2 separate regions of the Pan troglodytes genome follow, and region 1 is linked to region 2. Evidence: chromatin contacts called from public capture Hi-C data. All regions are on one chromosome and are shown on one strand. The core of a region is the stretch at or near the end of the contact, and the rest is flanking DNA. Distances in the headings are between cores, read along the strand shown.

Evidence for each region. Capture Hi-C pulls out chosen DNA fragments and counts their contacts.
Region 1: a contact with region 2 is called in a capture Hi-C map of stem cell-derived neural stem cells, with 2.6 times the contacts expected there. The contact joins two enhancer-like sites. A contact is called at or near these places in 1 of 7 Hi-C or Micro-C datasets (stem cell-derived neural progenitor cells) and 1 of 1 other capture datasets (stem cell-derived neural stem cells).

The regions. Positions count from the first base shown.
Region 1 is chr7:145,884,364-145,887,272 of NHGRI_mPanTro3-v2.0_pri, forward strand. All of the region lies in intron 7 of KHDRBS3 (KH RNA binding domain containing, signal transduction associated 3), which reads left to right. Among named protein-coding and RNA genes, the nearest start is that of KHDRBS3, 160 kb to the left of the region's middle. Within about 2 kb of position 1,393, at least 3 of the 24 cell types and tissues checked have an H3K27ac peak or open chromatin away from gene starts, as enhancers often do. A contact at or near this core is called in stem cell-derived neural stem cells, where this site is marked.
Region 2 is chr7:145,177,641-145,180,495 of NHGRI_mPanTro3-v2.0_pri, forward strand. No RefSeq gene overlaps it. Among named protein-coding and RNA genes, the nearest start is that of MIR30D, 110 kb to the left of the region's middle. Within about 2 kb of position 1,596, at least 4 of the 24 cell types and tissues checked have an H3K27ac peak or open chromatin away from gene starts, as enhancers often do. A contact at or near this core is called in stem cell-derived neural stem cells, where this site is marked.

The DNA of each region.
Region 1 (2,909 bases), core at 143-2,642, 710 kb after region 2:
TCAGAGAAGTAAAGCCCAAAGAAATCACCTCGGTGCCAAAACATTCTCTTTTATACTGTCTCCATTGCCTTTCAGCTCTCCTTTCGTCATGGTTTTGATTACAGTTGCTGGGACTCATTCCTGTTTATATTTCCCATATACAGTATTCAAAAATCTAATACTTTGTGATGCTTTAAAATCTCTTAGGAATTCTGCTTCAATATGCACTAGAAGTTTTGCCTTATCAAATTTGGACTACCTTAAGCAAATAGGGAATTTAATTTATATTAAATATACATATTACAGTCGTAGGCTTAGACTAGTGAAATTAAGAAATTTGTTTTTCCACTTTTACATGAGATCCCTTCAGTGAATAGCATTTACTGCCACTGCTGTCAAGGAGCACCCAGTTTTCAGATGCACTGGTGGGCAGTGCCATATAGCACTTGATGTCTTATCTAACATGTCTTGATTTTGACAATTCAGGTTCCGTAAGATTTCATACGTAAATAGTTCTCTCAATTCAGAATTTGAAAGTACGTGCAATGCTACAGTTATAGTTCAGTATTAGTGAAGAATTCTTCACTTGGCCTCCTTTTAGAGTACAAAGCTGTTCTGCAAATGTTCTTTGACGTTTTATGCAGTAGGAGGGAGCACAGAGCAGAGGTAAAAGCTGCTCAGTCCCCCATGGCAGCCACTAGACATGGAGCTGTGGACCCTTGACCCGTGGCCAGTCCAGATTGAGATGTGCTGGAAGTGTAAAACTCACACCACATTCCAGAGACTTTGTATGACAAAAAGAATGTTAAAAAAATTATTAAAATTAATTTCACCTATTTCTTTTTACTTTTTTTACATGTGGCTACTGGAAAGCTCTCTATTACAGCGTCTTCTCATAGACAGCACTGAGTTAAATGATTCTGGCTGTGTCTGTCTCTGGCACATACTCACTTAGGGGTAAGCAAGACAACAAGACAGTCCACAAGCCGCAGAAAGAGAACTGGAAAGCGGCCCCTCATATTTCTACTTTTTAAATTCCTATTTTAATGTTTGTATGTTATTTAAAATATAGCTTAGTAATATTATAGTATGCATAAGCACATTACAGTTACAAGTTCAAAAACATTTTTATTTATGCCGATGTATTATCAGAAACAGAGACCGGTGCCACAGTGGTTAAGTCTGACGGACCTATGGTCAGACGCCAACTTTAACACTTACTGGCTCTGTAATTTGAGGTGAGTTATTTAACCTCTCTAAGCCTCCTTTTATAAAATGTGTAACTGTTTCTACTTGTGAGAACAGTGTAAAAAGATTCTCGTTTAGAGGGCCGGCCTGAAGGCTGAAAGAGACAGGAAAGCACGTAGTCTTTGTAAACTGTGTAGAGGGAAGTCTGTTGTCCACTCTGTTGTCTCTGCTTGAGGACTGAATGAGATGGTTTGCATAGGGAGGTAGCACAGTGTGAGCCCGAGTTCCTGCCATCCTTCTGCAGCTCTAAATTCCTTCTGCTTGTTGTTTCACACAAGAGTGGCTACGAAGAGCAGGTTCTGGGAAACCTGCAAGGACTGTGCGAGCAAATGTTTTATAGTGAGAGAGGAAACCTTGCAAAGGGCTTCTTTCCTGTGGATGGTCAGTGTCAGTATTTCCTGTACACTGAGAGTCGGTAAGGTCAACAGCCATATCCTACCTGAAAACAAACCTGAGTAAGACAGCAAGGCAGCCTGGCTACCGTTGGGTATGATCTGTTGTGTGGAAGGGCTTCTTTCCATAGTGACTTTTAAACTCCTGAGGTCCTCATTATTATGACACTGTTGTGTTACAGAAACAAGTTTATCTTTGGAGGTTTTACAAATTAGGAATTTTTTTCTTCCAATTTTCAAATACCTTGCATTCAAATCAGAGTACAAATGAGAATTCCCATAAAAAAATTCAGTATAGTTCAGGTACATTTCCCCATTGATTTTTGTAATGACCTTGATAATGCTAACATTACAGTATAAAACAAAAGTATTGTTTATCTAACTTCACACATTTAATGAGTAACAATATTTTGACACAGTTACTATGAAGAGAAATATAAACTATTCTTTACAATATTGGAATTATTCTAATACACATTGGCTCAAAAATAGATGTTGATTACTTCCTGTGGATACACAGCTTCGGAATAGCTAGTATAGTGAATCAAAACGAATGGGTGATAATGACCTCAGCCCTCAGAGCCCTTCCTCTGCCCCGACATGGCTTGAATCTTCACAGACCATTTCTGCCTCCTGGAAACCCCTGGTAAATGTCTTTATTTTATTCTAAGCTAAGTGGAATTAGTTTATATTTGATGTCTTATTTACAATCCTAATAACTACCATAATATTTTTAGTCTATGTTTCTGAAAAAGTATAAATTCTCCAAAGAACTGTTTGGCTCCTATAGTGATCATAAACTAAATAGAACATAAAGGGTCTCAGAAAGTGCTAATAGAAATTGAGCATTATAAACTGTCAACAAAAATACTTCTAACACAGTACTATGTAGACATCAACAAAAAACAAGGGATATCAACCCAAATTACCCCCATAGACCCGTAAATACTTAATTCTCAAGACCCCATGGTAAGAAAAAAAAAAACAAAAAAAAGAGTAGAGACAGGGGTGAAAAAGTGAAGCTACAACCCTGTAAAGAAAAAAAAAATTATTTGGTGACACTTGTTAAAGCACAGTAAGGCAGACTTTATTCAGGACCACTGCAATAGATACATGGACCACTGCACTGGGACTTTGCAGTGGGGAAGAGAGACCGGGCTCCACTCTGCATCTAGCATTGGCAAGTGGGAATTCATAGCCAAGAAGTCGGGCTAGGGTCAGGAGATAGAAAATTACTGAGAGGAAACATCAGTGGTAGGGGGGATTTTGGCTGAACTGACCTAACAGGAT
Region 2 (2,855 bases), core at 346-2,845:
GAGTGGGGCTCCTCCAGGCCTGGATATTGTGCTGTTTAGATCCTCCCTTTGCCTGCATTACATTTCCTATATTCCTCTTGACTTACTTTCTTGGATTGCTCCAGTGTAACCTCCAGTAGCTTTCCAAGAAAAGTTGCATACAGGATAACAAGGTAACTTCTTAGGCTGGGTGTGGAGGCTCACCTGTAATCCCAGCACTTTGGGAGGCTAAGGTGGAAGGATTGCTTGGGAACAGGAGTTTGAGAACAGTTTGGGCAACATGGTGAGACCCCGTCTCTACAAAAGTAAAAAAATGAAAAAAATTAGCTGGCTGTGGTAGTTCACGCCTATAGTCCTAGCTACTAGGGAGGCTGAGGTGGAAGGATTGCTTGAGCCCAGGAGTTTGAGGCTGCAGTGAGCTATGATCCTGCCACTGCACTCTTGGGTAACAAAGCAATACCCTGTCTCCTAAAAACAAACAAACAGAAAAGATAACTTCTTGACTGCAAATATTTGCAAATGTCTTTATTTTAATCCTTCCATTGAAAATAGTCTGATGGTATTCTGATTCCAGTTTCTTTGTACATGACTTTGTTTCTTGATGTGGAAGTTCGCAGGATCTTAGAATACTTTGTCTTAGTGTGGGTCTTATTTACTTTACTGCACTAGGAATCGATGGCTCTTCTCCATCTGAAGATTCAAAAGTTACTAAAAGATGAATGATGAAAAGTCAGTTTCCTCCCTAACCCTGTCTGCTGGCTGTGTTCTTTCTCATCCCAATCAGTTACTCGTGTACGTCTGGAGCTCAGCCATTATGCTCAGGCCGCTTTGTCCCCTGGCATTACCTTCAACATTATTAATATTTCCTCAACCCATTAAAAAGTCTTTGCAAACATCCTTTTAGTAGCATCTCAATATTCTAATACATGGATATATCATAAAATTGATTTGATCAATTCACTCATGTGAAGTGTCAGGCTCTGTCTACTTTTTATATTGTAAACAGTGACCTGATAAGCATGCCTGTAAATCTTCATATATATTTCAAATTCTTTCTCGATATTCTGTTTTCAAAGTATGTTCACATGCAGGATCTCAGTTTTGGGGTTAGAGTGGACATGGTCTCCTGTGGTTTGATATTCTGTTCTCCCCATGGACGGTTAAGGATGGGGCCTCATTTTACAGGTAATCAAGCACGAATGTCAGGGAACATTTGGTCATCTCTTGCCCACACGCAGAGTGCAGAAATTCCCTTCCTGCAAATCACTTTTTGCTAAAGGGAGGCTTTCTCACTCATGCCAGATGACATCATCTCCAGGCCCAGCTGTCCGCAGAAACTCAAAGCTGTGAGCCTTAGAAGTCACGATTTTCCAATCCTACTTTGAGCTTCTAAAGCAATGACAACAAAAAATTATACACCTTGTTCTTCCTCTCCACAAGTTCTGAATGCTTAGAGAGTTCAGACGGTTTTAGAATTCTGCTCTCAGCAAGATCTGATGCACGCAGGAGAAGTACTGTATTATATTGGTTGGGCCGTTTTCCTCTTTAAAGCATTTTTATATCTGGAAACACATCTGATCCCCACTCCACCCCTGCAAGGTCTCAGAGCCAGGCTTGCTGTCCCTCTTTATGATTAAATGGTCTCAGAGTGGGGTCAAGGTCACACAGTGATTTCAAGGCAGATCTGGGTCCTGATCCCTGGCCTTCCAAGCTTACCTCCAGCTGGTTTCACTAGGCAGCATAACTGGGGTGCTTTTAGAAAACAGAAACATCATCAGAGAATCAGGTCGAGTTACTGGTTAAAAAAAAAAAAAAAAGACTTAGGATCTCTGGAGTCAGGAGTGACCTGGGTATCAATCCTAGCAAATCTCTTCTTGTCTGAGTCTCATGGTTTTTAATTTAATTTTTATTTTTCCTGCAGGGAGAGAATAATGCCACCTATCTTCAGTGTTGTTATGAGCATTAAAACTTGAGAATGAGAACATATATCATAGTGCCTGTCATATAGCTAGGATCTCAACCCTTCTGAATGTCCTATTCAACATGGTGGCTCACAGCTCCCAAAGGCTTGCATGCTGACACAGAGTGGGTGAGCCAGGGGGACGGGTGAGCCAGGGGGACGCCTACCATGCAGCATCACTTCTGCCACATTTTATTGGTTGAGGGAGTTACAAAAGTTTGCCTGGGTTCAAGGGAAGATAACAGAGATCCTCCTTGATGAAGGGGTGTCACACTCTAAGAAAAGTATATGTGATGATATTTATATTGGTGCAACCATCTTTGGAAAGCACAATCTACATCCCACCATTTGCATGACTCTTGGCTCCTGTACCCACAAGGTCTCTAGTGATTATTTTCTTGGACAAGGGTTGTAGTTGCCTGCTCACCAGCCATTCTACTTCCTTCTGGCAGCTGCACCCTGATTCCCATTTGGGAGTTGCTCCCCCAGGATGTGAAGTTTCAGTGGGACTGTCAAATGTGGGCATGAACCTCAAGCTTAGCCAGTCAGGTTCTCTCCTCCAGGAATCTGAGTCTTGAGTGGAGTTACAGGAAGCAGAAACTGAGAAAGAATAAATGGCTAGAGCCATTTCTCCTGGTGGTGACCAGGACCTGGAAGCTGCTCTCCTTGCTGACCTTTCTGAAGCAGGCTGTTCCGCTTTGCTGCAGATGCTTAGAGCTACTCCATATCCTTCCCTGGGTTTATTTTTTTTCCCTAAAGTTAGCCAGATGGACTTTCTGTTGCTTGCAACCAACAAAGTCTAACTGGCACCGTTGCTATTTAAAATGCTAATACACTGTCACTCTTATAATGCAATTAACTGCCATTAGTGCTGTATTCCACCAACCAATAGCTAAAGCAAAAGAGCGAGAGGCTC